Regions from separate parts of the Mus musculus genome. Here all the other regions are linked to region 1. A link is a contact called in public HiChIP or PLAC-seq data. All regions are on one chromosome and are shown on one strand. The core of a region is the stretch at or near the end of the contact, and the rest is flanking DNA. Distances in the headings are between cores, read along the strand shown. Region 1 has its middle 24 kb from the start of Ccl2. Region 2 has its middle 25 kb from the start of Ccl8. Region 3 has its middle 16 kb from the start of Ccl1.

The links. HiChIP or PLAC-seq counts read pairs in DNA pulled down with a chosen protein or histone mark.
Region 2: a contact with region 1 is called in an H3K27ac HiChIP or PLAC-seq map of embryonic fibroblasts, with 15 read pairs. The contact joins two enhancer-like sites. A contact is called at or near these places in 1 of 15 datasets of contacts at CTCF or cohesin (the NIH/3T3 cell line), 1 of 484 Hi-C or Micro-C datasets (uterus) and 2 of 115 datasets of contacts at active chromatin or transcription factors (bone marrow-derived macrophages and embryonic fibroblasts).
Region 3: a contact with region 1 is called in a CTCF HiChIP or PLAC-seq map of the NIH/3T3 cell line, with 7 read pairs. The contact joins two enhancer-like sites. A contact is called at or near these places in 1 of 39 promoter capture datasets (embryonic stem cells), 1 of 15 datasets of contacts at CTCF or cohesin (the NIH/3T3 cell line), 4 of 484 Hi-C or Micro-C datasets (bone marrow-derived macrophages, embryonic stem cells, female germline stem cells and 1 more), 6 of 115 datasets of contacts at active chromatin or transcription factors (the 3134 cell line, the HPC-7 cell line, acute myeloid leukemia and 3 more) and 2 of 9 other capture datasets (embryonic stem cells and macrophages).

Annotation. Positions count from the first base shown.
Region 1 is chr11:82,009,825-82,013,987 of GRCm38.p6, forward strand. No RefSeq gene overlaps it. Among named protein-coding and RNA genes, the nearest start is that of Ccl2, 24 kb to the right of the region's middle. Within about 2 kb of position 1,392, at least 62 of the 459 cell types and tissues checked have an H3K27ac peak or open chromatin away from gene starts, as enhancers often do. A contact at or near this core is called in the NIH/3T3 cell line, embryonic fibroblasts, female germline stem cells and 1 more, where this site is marked.
Region 2 is chr11:82,137,810-82,141,954 of GRCm38.p6, forward strand. No RefSeq gene overlaps it. Among named protein-coding and RNA genes, the nearest start is that of Ccl8, 25 kb to the left of the region's middle. Within about 2 kb of position 1,847, at least 59 of the 459 cell types and tissues checked have an H3K27ac peak or open chromatin away from gene starts, as enhancers often do. A contact at or near this core is called in the NIH/3T3 cell line, embryonic fibroblasts and uterus, where this site is marked.
Region 3 is chr11:82,193,803-82,198,099 of GRCm38.p6, forward strand. No RefSeq gene overlaps it. Among named protein-coding and RNA genes, the nearest start is that of Ccl1, 16 kb to the left of the region's middle. Within about 2 kb of position 1,324, at least 37 of the 459 cell types and tissues checked have an H3K27ac peak or open chromatin away from gene starts, as enhancers often do. A contact at or near this core is called in the NIH/3T3 cell line and female germline stem cells, where this site is marked.

The sequences.
Region 1 (4,163 bases), core at 142-2,641:
TCTTCTCTCCCCAGTCCAAGGTGTCAGCCCTGCCTTCCTATTCTGCCTTTTCTGTCAGGTTGGTGGAGAGACCTGGGCTATACAGCCCCAGGGATTGCCTCTGTCACAGGGACTCTCAAACCTCAATGTGTGGATCACAGCAGAAGGTGGAATCCCCTGCCGAGTTTGCCAAAAGTGAGTCCTCCCTCCGGAGCTCTGAGTGAGACCTGATATTCTGGTTTCCCACAGGATCCTTGTAACCAAAGGTCACTGCCAGGGACCACGCTGTCTTCGAGCTAACTAGCATGCTGTCACCCTCCTGGAACATGAGGAGCCCAGGCCTCTGTGACATGCTTGTTACCATGTACTGTGCACCTACTGTGTGACAGGTGACATAAGAGGCTCTTCCAAGTGTTTATCTCCTGCTCTTTCATTCCCTGAGGTATGGGACTGTGAAGTTTAAGCTGTAACTGGGGAAGTTATGGCTAAATAAAAGCACCGCCCACCTGCACACACTAGGACATGAGTGGGCTGTTGTCCCTGTAGATTTCACTTCTGTCCTGACAGTCACATCCACAGGAAATCAGAGTGAGCTCCCACCCATCTGCCCATCACACACAGTGGCTCCCGCTGGTGGGAATTATTCAAGAAAGAGGCCACAGATCATCTGCACGGGCTATTATCAAGGACAGTTGTATTAAGGTCCATTTGTAACACAAGGTAAAATGAATGAACATGTATTGGTTCAGATCATGACTATGGTGGCCTGCTTTTCCCACCGTTGCCTTCTCCTCCAGGACACCTAGGTAAAGCAATCTCCCAGGTCCCCACAGAGGGCCACAGACAAATTCTTACCAAGTTGATGAGCATGGAAGTGCCCTGACCAGCAGAGAAGCACCAGATCAGAGCAGGTGTGTGTCCACACCCCAGTCTATCCATCATCTGTGATGAACCCAGAGAACCCCAGAAAGACTCTCAAGCCACAGCAGACCCAGCAGGCAGAGGAAGTTGAGTCCCAGAATAGCCAAGTGTAAAATAAGGAACCTCATCCCACAGACCCATTCTGGACCATGCCATAAAACCCCAACCTTTCCCATGTTCATTCACAGAAGCTGTGGGCCTGTCCAGGACAAAGGTCACCTTCCTCTGATAAAATGGAATGAGGCTTTCTGGGCAGAGTGACAATATCCACACATTTTCAAAAGTATTCAGGTAATTCCTTGATATAATAACTTGGAGTTCCACAAAAGGCACAAAGCCCCGTGAAGGCTGGAAGTGTTTGTGCATTTGGAGGGCTGTGTAAGAGCACCGAACGCTGACCACCTCCTCCCCTTCTCATGGTGCAGACAACGGGAAAGGGAGTGCACACTTTACGAGTGCTTATGGTGACATGTGCTTTCCTACAAATGGAAAGGTGAAAGTCCGGAGTGGTTCAGCCTCATCGCTTTGGATAAGGTCTTGGACGTACACGCCAAGTATGTCATCTGTCAAAGCAAGACTCAATGCTCAGCATGAAATAGGACATCTTTATCGTAGCCTTTCCCCCAAGTCTCCGGAAGCCCCATGGAGAAGAAGACAGAAAGACTGAAGCATGAGGAATTGGAAGATTGCAAAACAAAACAGAACAAAACAAACAAACAAACAAACAAACAGTTTTCTGGTCATTGTCAGACTTGCCACACATGGGAACAGGCAATGGCCGTGGCTGCCTGCTCCAGACCTGCATAAGAACAAAGCAATCAACATTGCAAGACAGCACCAGGCGGGAGGGCTTTGCCAAGCCCCACCCTTAACTAGTGGCCATTGATGACTGCTGGGGGTGGGGAGAGCCCGTGTTTTCAGGAATGTGGCCCTTGGTAATATGACCATGTCTTGGTCAATGGTCCTGCTCCTGTGCACATAGTGGAAGCACTAAATAAACCAGATAAATTTAAAGAAAAAATAATAATAAAAGAGAGAAAAGGCTACATATACTTGGGACAGAAATAGGAGGGCACTATCCCCGGTAAACTAGAAAGAAGTAGTTTTCTTCTTCACCCTCCTGAGGCCAGAAAGGGCCAGATCCTCTGTTACTAACATCTGTTTCTCTTACAATGAATTCTCAGTGCCATGAGTCATCCTTTCTCTGGAACTTCCCAAGATTCCAGATGGCTCCAGCAGAGAAAGGATAGAGGGTGGGGGAAGGATACACCCAGGCTGTCTCTGTCATCACCTCTTTAGACAATAAGAGCCGACCACGGGTCATGTAGTCCCAAGGAAACTTTGAAAACTAAGGCAGAAAAATCCCTCTTGCCATTCACCTTCTAGCCCGGAGAGTGTGACCTCTGCCCTTTCTGAAGTCAAAGGAGGTGTCATCAAAAGTCCCATTTCAGCTGACGAAGAGCAGTCTCCATCCCAACTCCCTCCGTGCTTCTGCCCAGTAGAGGGTATACTTGCCACAAAGGGCAAAACTCCAAGCAAAGCCAGTGCCAATGTCCTGAGCTCAGAGTTGCTGTTGGCATCCTTTGAAACAGATCCTATATGCCAGACAGACCCTCCAGCAGCAGGTGACACGGTGAAACACAGTTCAGTTTGAGGCCCATAGACCCTGAGCTCCTCAGTGCTGAGGACTTGGTCCTTGTCACCACTGTGTCACAAGGACATAGCAAAGACTCAGTAGAGTCTTTGGTAACTGGATGAGTGGATGCAGAGAATAAGGATTTGATGCCAAATGCTTGGTTTGCACAGTGTGTAACCCCAATGCAGCTATGAAGAATGGTCTCTGGTGTATGAGGCACATAGTAACTGAGCCTTTAGACAGAAGGGTCCAGACCCTCCATTCTTCACTGGTTGCCTGAATCATCAAGACAAATAAGCTGTATCCAATAGCCCCAAAGATCTGATTTGAGGTTAAATTTATCCCTTTGACCTCATTATTTTAAGCAGCCTCGGGCAGCTAGAATTAAATAAACCAAGCCAGACATAGAAACTCAGAAGTGGCAAAGCAGACCAACAGATGTGAGTAGTGAGCCCAACACCAAATAAAAAAAACCAAAAAAACAAAACAAAACAAAAAAAAACAAAAAAAAAACAAAAAAAAACCAAACAAAAAAAAAAAAACAGGCCTTGAAGTTTGCATCACAACGCCAGAGGAATGGAAAACACACCAGACATCCAGGATTTCAAGTGAAGCTGCATGTCTGAGCCTAGTAGGTAGCAACAAAGACACAAAATAGGCCTCTGTCCACTGATGTGTGGCCCAGCCTCTGCACCGACTCTCTTGTCTCTGCTGTTAGTAATGATAGTATTGGACTAATTAACTACCCTGGATTCTTCCTGGGCTTGAAGATCTCTTTAGCAATGGGGTTGTGTATATAGAAACTACCGAGGTATGGAGTGATTTGAATATGCATAGCCCAGGGAATGGCACTACTAGAAGGTGTGGCCTTAATGGAGTGGGTGTGGCCTTGTTGGAGGAAGTGTGTCACTGTGGGGGTGGGCTTTGAGACCCTCCTCCTGGCTTCCTGGAAGCCAGTCTTCTCCTGTTTGCCTTCAGAACAAGATGTAGAACTCTCAGCTCCTCCAGTACCATTCTTCTTGCCATGATGATAATGGGCTGAATCTTCAGACCTGATTAAATGCTGTTCCTTATAAGAGTTGCCTTGGTCATGGTATCTCTTCATAGCAATGGAAATCCTAACTAAGACAGTTCTGGAAGGATGTCTGGTTGAAGAGGAAATCTGTGGACTGTGCATGCCAGAAAGCACACACACACACACACACACACAGAGAGAGAGAGAGAGAGAGAGAGAGAGAGAGAGAGAGAGAGAGAGAGGGAGAGGGAGAGGGAGAGAGGGAGAGAGGGAGAGAGGGAGAGAGGGAGAGAGGGAGAGAGGGAGAGAGGGAGAGAGGGAGAGAGGGAGAGAGGGAGAGAGGAAGAGAGGGAGAGAGAGAGAGAGAGAGCGCTCGCTCCATGAGTGTACATTTGCTACACATACATAAAAGAATCACCTACCTTCCAATTGGGATGGCCCTGACAGCCCAAATAATGGTTCAGATAAATCTAACAGAATGAATGGGTCTCATTCAGGTTTTCAGAGCAGTGGATGACTCAGGCAGCTGCTCTGCTGAAGTCCCTCCTCCCTTTGACTCCATCTTTCTTTTATCGAGGGCAGCAAGCAGGTAGTGAGTATGATTAATGGTCC
Region 2 (4,145 bases), core at 597-3,096, 130 kb after region 1:
GACATTGCTAAGGAAGATCTGTCAAGCTTTAAAATGTTTTGCCAATTCTGGTGTGTTGGTTAATTTATGTTAACTTGACACGAACTAGGGGTATCTGAGAAAGAGGGATCTTAATTGAGGGATTGCATCTATCAAATTGACCTGTAGGTAGGTTTCTAGGGCCGTTTTCTTGATTAATTATTGAAGTGAGAGGCCCATACCACTGGGGATCATGACACCCCTAGGTAGGAGGTCATGGGTTCTGTTTTTTTTTTTTTTTTTTTAAAAAAAGAGCTAGCTAAGAAAACACTGGAGACCAAGCCATTAAGCACTGTTCTTCCTTGGCCTCTGCTTCAGTTTCTGCCTCAAGGTTTCTGCCTTGAATTCTTCCCCTGGATTCCCTTAATGATGGACTGTTACCTGAAAGTGTAATAGGAAATAAGCCCTTTCTGCCCTCAGTATTTTATCACAGCAGGAGAGAAGCCAACTCAAATATCTGGACACTGCAGATATGTAGAGATTGCCAACAAAAGATAGAGTAGAACTAGAAAAGAAGTCTCTCTGTTGTTTTTAAACTCATAAAAATGTCTGCTAGAAGTGAGTTTTTATAATGGTGTCATTGGATCGCCTCTAGAGACACTCCACCTTGTGCAGTGTTTTGGAGCACCAAGACCAGAATGCAGATGAGGAGGTCCCTTGCCAAGCTGACCACATGGAGATATCTTTAATACAACTGGTGTGTGTGTGTGTGTGCATTTTATTCCTTTTTATTGTCTATAGAGTTGACAATGTTAAATGCTTTTTTAACATGTTTAGATTTTCTAGATGTTCTGAGATGGATGCCTTACATATTATACAAGAAGAAATAGTAAAAGAAATCCTGTGTGTGTGTGTGTGTGTGTGTGTGTGTGTGTGTGTGTGTGTGTTCCTTTTTTTAAAAATTTCTATGAAATGTCATTTTTCAGGGAGGGAGTAGTCAAACCTGTCCTGGCTTATTTTGCCTGGGCTCTGGCTCCCAGGAGAAGGCACAGCAGAGCACTAAGCACTCATGAACCCCTGGCCCATTTTTTTCTTACTTCACTGTATATATAGTGTTTATAAAGGGCACAGGAATCCCCCACTGAAAGCAGCTGCTCACTTTGCTTACTAAAGAGTCTACACACAACAAAAACAGTAAATTAATACATTTTATATACGTGGCATTAGCATTCTAAGGAAAGACTGATTTCTGAACATTTTGAACATTTTAGCCCACTGGGGTGGTAGAGAACAGAAGGATTCCGGCTCAGGATACACATATTTTATGACATTTTCAATTTATTACCGTCATTACACATGCGCATTTTACTTCCAACTGCCATGTACATGCTGTGCCGACTGAGTCCTTGCTGGATGGAGAGGCAGTAAAATGTCACTTTGGTAGCAATTTTTTTTGCTAAAGTCCATATGAAATACTGTCTTTGGGAAATGGCACTATGAAACATTGCCCAGGAGCTGAGTGGTCCTCTCCTGCTCATTCAGCTATGGGGGACAGCATGGCAAAAGCAAAGTCCTGCTGGGCTTACTCTTGGACCCTCGGATGCTGGCTCCCTGGATGTTTAGCACATTTTGCCTTGCCGTGCGTGTAAGTAAATACAGTGGACAAATAGGTCCATGCCTTGTTAAAGCAGTTGCCAGGAGATAAAGCCGCTAGTGAAGCTAGCGCATTTTATACACTTCATGTTGAAATTCATAGGAATGCTTGTTTCTGCAAATGGTATTTTGATGCAACATTGTTGAATCATTTCTGAGCATGTGGTAGGCCTGTGCTTGTCCACTGATTTGAAGACTGAGAGAAAGCAGGAAGCAGGGGAAGGAGTGGTCACATTTGGCAGACATCTGACATTGCAACAGTTGCTACACATGTGGTTTAATTCACCGCCGCTGTGTATATAGGGAAAAGGTTTTTACATGAAATCGCCTGTCTTTCCAGACATTTAAACATGATTAATGCGTCTGAAAGTAGAAGCAGCAGAATGATCCCTTGTGTAAACAGATTTTTAAGCTCCGGAAATCCAGTGTGTGGGAATGGATTTGTTAGACTGCCTCTGAGAGCAAAGGGGGCTGTCTGTGCTTCGTATTGGGCTGAGGAAGAGGGAGGCACAGAGACTGTAAATGATTTTGCTACGATGTATCAGGAAAGCTTAGTCATCTGGATGTATTGTACACATCCTAGAAAAATGAGTCCTCATATTTATTATATGTAGACTCTAGCTATTAAAGAGGAAGCTGGTGTGTGGCAAAAGTCAAGTTAGAAAGTTAGCATCTTTTCTATGCTTTGTGTTCAAATTTGTAGGAAGGCCCTCTTCTAAAGTGGGAACTTTGGAAAGGAAACTGCAACATCGTCAGCTAAGTAAGTGCACATATCACATATGACAGAGATGATGAGGAAATGGAGAACTGATGGGTGATAGACCAGAGCATTTTCACTGGAAGACACCTACAGATGTGCCCATTGGGGTGGGGGGAGGGGGGTCTGTGGACATATCACATATGACAGAGATGATGAGGAAATGGAGAACTGATGGGTGATAGGCCAGAGCATTTTCACTGGAAGACACCTACAGATATGCCCATTGGGGTGTGTGTGTGTGGGTCTATGGGTCTGTGGGTCTGTGGGTGTTAAATCCAACAGTATTGTATATCCAGTAGACAAACCTAAGTCCTAATTTGAAACATCTCATCTTTACAGATGTTTAGAGGTATACAAAGTGCATTGAAAAGGGGGGAAATAGCATGATTTGTAGATGCCATACTGTCTGTCAGAAAGTGATGAAATCCCCTGTCTTTGAAGTACCCATCATATTTGTGCTGGTTCTGGGAGGAGCAGGGAGAGCTACACATGGCTTTCAACCAGCATGCTTTAGTAAAGCAATACTGACCATTATCCCTCACAGCTGCATTTTGTATATATGTTACTAATATGTGTATCCTGATGAGTGGGCAAGCTCAGATGCACAGCATTGAGTCTTTCTAGGTGCCAAAAGGGTTACTGGTATAGGATAAAAGTAATTAGAAATTAAGATACTGGGTACCCTATGTATAATGTTCACAGAGGAAGCTGTTCTTAAGTGATGTAAAAAGTGAAGTGCTTCACAGCCCCTCAGAACATCACAGTTGCATAAGCTTGACCCTGGTGTTGACAAGGATAGGAAGGGTTCCAGATGAAATGCGACTATTTGGAGGACATTTGCCTATTCTAGCCTTTGTCCAACATGTACAGGGTTTTTGACAGTGCTATGTGCATACCAGGCAACTCAAGTCCTTGCTGGAAACATCTACGAGGCAACAGACCTTTGGATACTGCAACATCATGCTGACATTTACAAAGTCCACCTCTGAGAACTGCACAATCAGGTTTTATAAAATAGAAAACAAGACAAACAAAAAGGGTAATGGTTTAATTGAGTCAGTTAAAGACGTTTTGGTGGCTCTCACACCTTTAATCACAGCACTAAGGAGGGAGAGGCAGGAAGATATCTGTGAGTTCGAGGCCAGCCTGGTCAGTTTCAGGACAACCATGGCTACACAGAGAATCCCTGTCTTGAAAAATCAAATACATACGTAGATACATACATAGATACATACATACATACATAAAGGGTGTTTGGTTGGGCTACATTCATAGCTATTCTTGACTACACATAATGTCCTCAGTTGCACGTGCCTCATAGTCCTTATAGATGTTTACAAAAGAAATCCACAAATGGAATCTGGAGAGGTGCTCAGAGGTTAAGAGTTCTTGCTCTCCTTGAAGAGAGCCTGAGTTTTAACTTTCAGCACTGTCATCCAGTGGCTCACAGTAGCCTGTAGCTCCAGCTTCAGGGAATCCAATAACCTCTGCATAACCCCACACTCAAGGACACAGACAAATACATGGATGCATAATTAAAAATAAAAACATTTTAAAATATAAAAACATATAAAAGTACATAAGTACAAAAGAGGCTAACATAACACCCTCAAAGGATTTCTTCTCTTCTTTGTCCTTTAGGAGGAATGGCCTCATCTGAGGAGTTTTAAACTGGACATCTTAGAAGCAGGGCTGACAGAGCAATTTGACAACAAAAGGAGATCAAGGGGATACAAATTGGAAAAGAGGAAGTCAAAATATCACTTTTTGCAGA
Region 3 (4,297 bases), core at 74-2,573, 180 kb after region 1:
ATACGGTGAAAGGAGTCAGGTCCTTGCTGCGCATCTGTCAAGTTCCTGGACCCAGACTGCAATGGCAGATTCTGTTTAGGGTATACTCTCCCAGCAGATCGGTGAGAAAGTGGATGGGCAGAAACTTGGAATGCTTGTAAACCTTCTACCGGGACATGGCACACGCAGTGCCTGGCAGCATTCCACTAACTGTGCCCAAAGCCAGAGGCTTAGTAAAGGAAAAGCCTGAGTCATTTCAGACAAAAACTCGGCCTCCCACGGTAGAAAGGGCTCTTGCTAGGCTCAAACACTAATCCTGTTAGGACACATGTGGTAAGCACTCTCTCGTCCATGACTCGATCCAGATTAGCCTTGAAGAGAGGAACCGGATACTTAACACTTGTATCCATCTTTCCTGTTAACTCAGAACTCCTGTGTCTTGTTTAAAGATACAAGTTTGAGGTCTGGTTGCTGTGCGCATGCTCAGTTGGTCCAGTGTCTGCTAAGCACGCAGGAGGCTCTGGGCTAGGTCAGCAGCATCGCATGAACCAGCTGGGGTAGTGTCCACCTCTCATATCAGTACCCAGCGAATGTGGTCAAGAGAATCGGGAACTGAAGGTTCATTCTCTGCTCCTTTGAGAGTTTAAGCCTAGCCTTGGCTAGAGAGCCTGCCTTAAAAGAACAAAATCAAAAGCAAACACTAGGTTAAAACATTCATCTCCACATTTTAAAAATTGTCTGTTAAAGTTTTCCAACACTTTTTTTTTACACCATTAACCATATGCATGCACAGGGTGTGTGTGTGTGTGTGTGTGTGTGTGTGTGTGTGTGTGTGTGTGTGTTAATAAAAGGACCCAATTTGACTATATGGATCACCACCATTTTTCCAGGCTTTGGATGATCCCTCTGTTCCCTGAACTGATCTGAGGGACAACCCATATCCCACACCTGTAGCATTCTCACACTGCGTTCCTGCATCTCATTGGCTAGCTCATCTGCTCTGCAGCCACATCTCAGGATGAGCTAGCTAGCGCATCTGGTTTTTTCATCAAAAATGTCCTAGCTGTTTTCACTCTTTTTGGAAGTCAAAATGAGCCACCTCGGAGTCCTCCATAAAAAATCTGGAAGGTACCAACTATGCTCTAAGCAGATATTGGTTTGGTGAGTTATTGTGACCATCCCATGAAGGTAGGCAGTCTCTCTCGCCCCCTACTTCAGATGAAGAAGCCCAGGGAGACTGCTAGGGCTTCAAAGGAGCAGTTCTGGGATTCAAGTGTGACTTCAGAGCCCTTGTGGTTCCCACAACACACTGCCTGGGTTTCCAAGGGCTCAGCCAAAGGATGCTGAGTCACTCCTGCCCTTGGGCCTCACAAGAAAGTGGAGGAGGCTGTGAAAGACCTCATCAAACACTGGGGTTTCCTCTCACGCCTCTGCATGCTTCTTGTTCCCCAGCTGGGCCATGCACACCCTGCCTGGGAGGGATGGGCTGGTATGTCTGCAGAGAGCATCCTGGCACATGTCTGTCACCTTGCTGAGAGTTCCTAGTGACAGCAGGAGCCACACAGATTATAACTAAGGTAGCTCTTTCCCACTGACTGGAACAGCGAGGTACCTCTGACTTCCAGAGACGGTTCATCTTCTAAGGAGATGGTCAACTAGAAAAACCCCTTCCCCACCCCAGCATGTGTGTGCAAGTGAATACAGGTGACTGCAGGCACTATGGCATCTGGACTGTTCCTTTCCCTGCCATTGCCTCCTTTCCTTCCTAACACATCTTCTTACCACTCCGCTCCTGGATGGATGGGGCCACCGATAAATGACCTGTCAGCCCATGCTGATGCTCTGAGCTCTGCTTATTTGAGAACTGAGGGTTCTGCGTGTGCAGAGTTGCTATGAGCAACAAGATCACATCGGTGGACCAGAAGATGCCAATGCTATGCCAACAGCCAGGGCAGCTCCTGGGAATCAGGAAAAAATACAAGCTGTTGACCTTGGGTCCAACTGAGTCATGAACCTGGGATCAGGAATCCATCATCTCTTCATAAACTCTTCCTACAGCACCTGTCTATTCCTTTTTTCCTAAACTTTGAGATCACCTGTATAGTCCCGTGCACTGAGTTCTCGATGAATAGTAACTATTTGGGGGCTAAAGAGCACAGCAATAATTCATTGGGAAACAAGTCCAGAATCTTAGCTTCCAGGAGAAGATCTTGTTTCTGGAAACATGCCATCCTCAGTGGGGAAGATGAGGAAATAGGAATTATCTGTAGGTATTCTACACTGGCGTTTAGATGAATGACTGTGTGAGGCTCTGGACTGCCACACAGGGGCCGTTGTGTACTTTGTCATTAAGATTTACAGACAGGGGCCTAGAAGATAGCTCAAGTGTTAAACTACCTGCCATGCAAGCATGAGGACCTAAGCTCAAATCATCAGCACCCATATAAACAGCCAGGCATTGTGGCATGTGTGTGTAACCCAGATCTCAGGGGATGCTAGAGACAGATGGGTCTCTGGGGCCCATTAGACAGCCTTACTGAAGCAATGAGCAATGGTTTCAGTGCCAGACTCTGTCTCAAAACATAAGGTAGGGAGCAATCAAAGAAAGACACTTGAAGTCCATCTCTGACTTCCACAATATCTTCTCTCTCTCTCTCTCTTTCTCACTCACTCTCTCTCTCTCTCACACACACACACAGTCTGGTTGGCTGAGTCTGAAAAGCTCAAAATGTCAAGGGGACACATTATAGTAGATGTCAATGCAACTCTTCACACTCTGGTGGTTCTCGCTCCATGACTCGTAGGTAGGGCAGACTGTAGTATAGTGAGCAAGCTGCCTTGGGTTCAACTTACCTTTGATATTGCATATTGCCTTTGGAGTCGAAATTTTTTTCATGGTAACATGAAGGAAAATGCAAATGGCAAATCAGCAATTGTGACAGCCCTTCAGAGAAGCAGTTCTCACCTGCCACTGCCTCTCTCTTTGTAGGAGCATCTTTATGCTGTCCCCATCATCCCGAACTGATTCCTGTGCTCTTTTTATCCTCTGCTGTATTGTAAATGTTTTCTGTGATGCTCCTTAATTTCCATAATTGCCATGGTGATGACTGAAAAGATATTTCATCAAACAGGGCTGACAAAATCTAATTATAGATACTTAGTTGGTTGTTTAGATGCTGGGTATTAGGTATTTATGCGTCTAATTATAGACATTTAGCCAGTTATTTCCAAATAACGCTGTTATGACTACTTTTCCCAAGCCTCATTTTCTACATGTGATGGTTTTCTTTAAATTAACTTTCCAGAGGAAAATAGTGTTAAAAGAGGGCATGAACTCACCCCTGATAGCTGGAACACACAAAACTGGACCAGCTCTGTTCAGATCCTGACTTACGGAGCTGAGTCTCCGGCACTTGCCATTGCCATTCTCCTTGTCCTTTGGTAACTTAATGAGCATGTAACTGCATTCCACCATTGGCATAAGTTTTCTTTCTGGAAATCTCAGATCCACTTCATCCAAAGATGTAGCTGACCAAAATACACTGCAGAGAAAAATCCATTTTCAGTTAGAGCTATGGTCTGCATCTTAAATGTCTCCCAAAGATCCATGTGTTGGAGACTTGGTCCAGAGAGGCAGTACTGGAAGGAGGAGGTAGAGCTTTTAAGGGTTGGATGGGGCTCAGTGAGAATTCTTTAGCTCATTATGGGGCATGCTCTTGAAGGAAGCCACAAGACTCAGGCCTCTCTCTGTTCTGTCTCTGTCTTTCTGCCTGTATCCCCTCTCCCTCTCCCTCTCCCTCTCCTCTCTCTCTTGTGTGTGTGTGTACCCATGATATCTCTCTCAAAATAATGAAGCCAAGCAAGTATGACCTGGAACCTTCAAAGTGTTAATTAAGCCTTTAGGATAGAAGCCTCTGGTCACAACAGGATGCCATCTTGAAATTGCACTAATAGCCATGGTAACTAGAGCAGAAATACAGTGGTAGCAGATCTACAGTCATGGCAATAGAGCTATTACTACTCCTTAACAAATGGAGGAAAGAAGAGCCTGGAGGCTAGCACCTAACACTCCAGCTATGGCCCCATTATTCCCTACCTCAGCTGCAAGTAATCTTGGGAGAGGCTGGTCTAATGGAAAGGAGAAGGTTAGCTGAAGATGAGGCAATATGGTGCAGTTTCCATGGGTCACCATCCTTGATGGGTGGAGCTTTATGATGATGCAGCGGTTGGGAAATCAGCCATACTTCTATAAGGAAGTGCTTGCCCAAGCTCTATAAGGACACCCAGTAAATGCACTCGTCCTACCAAGCTGGCCTTT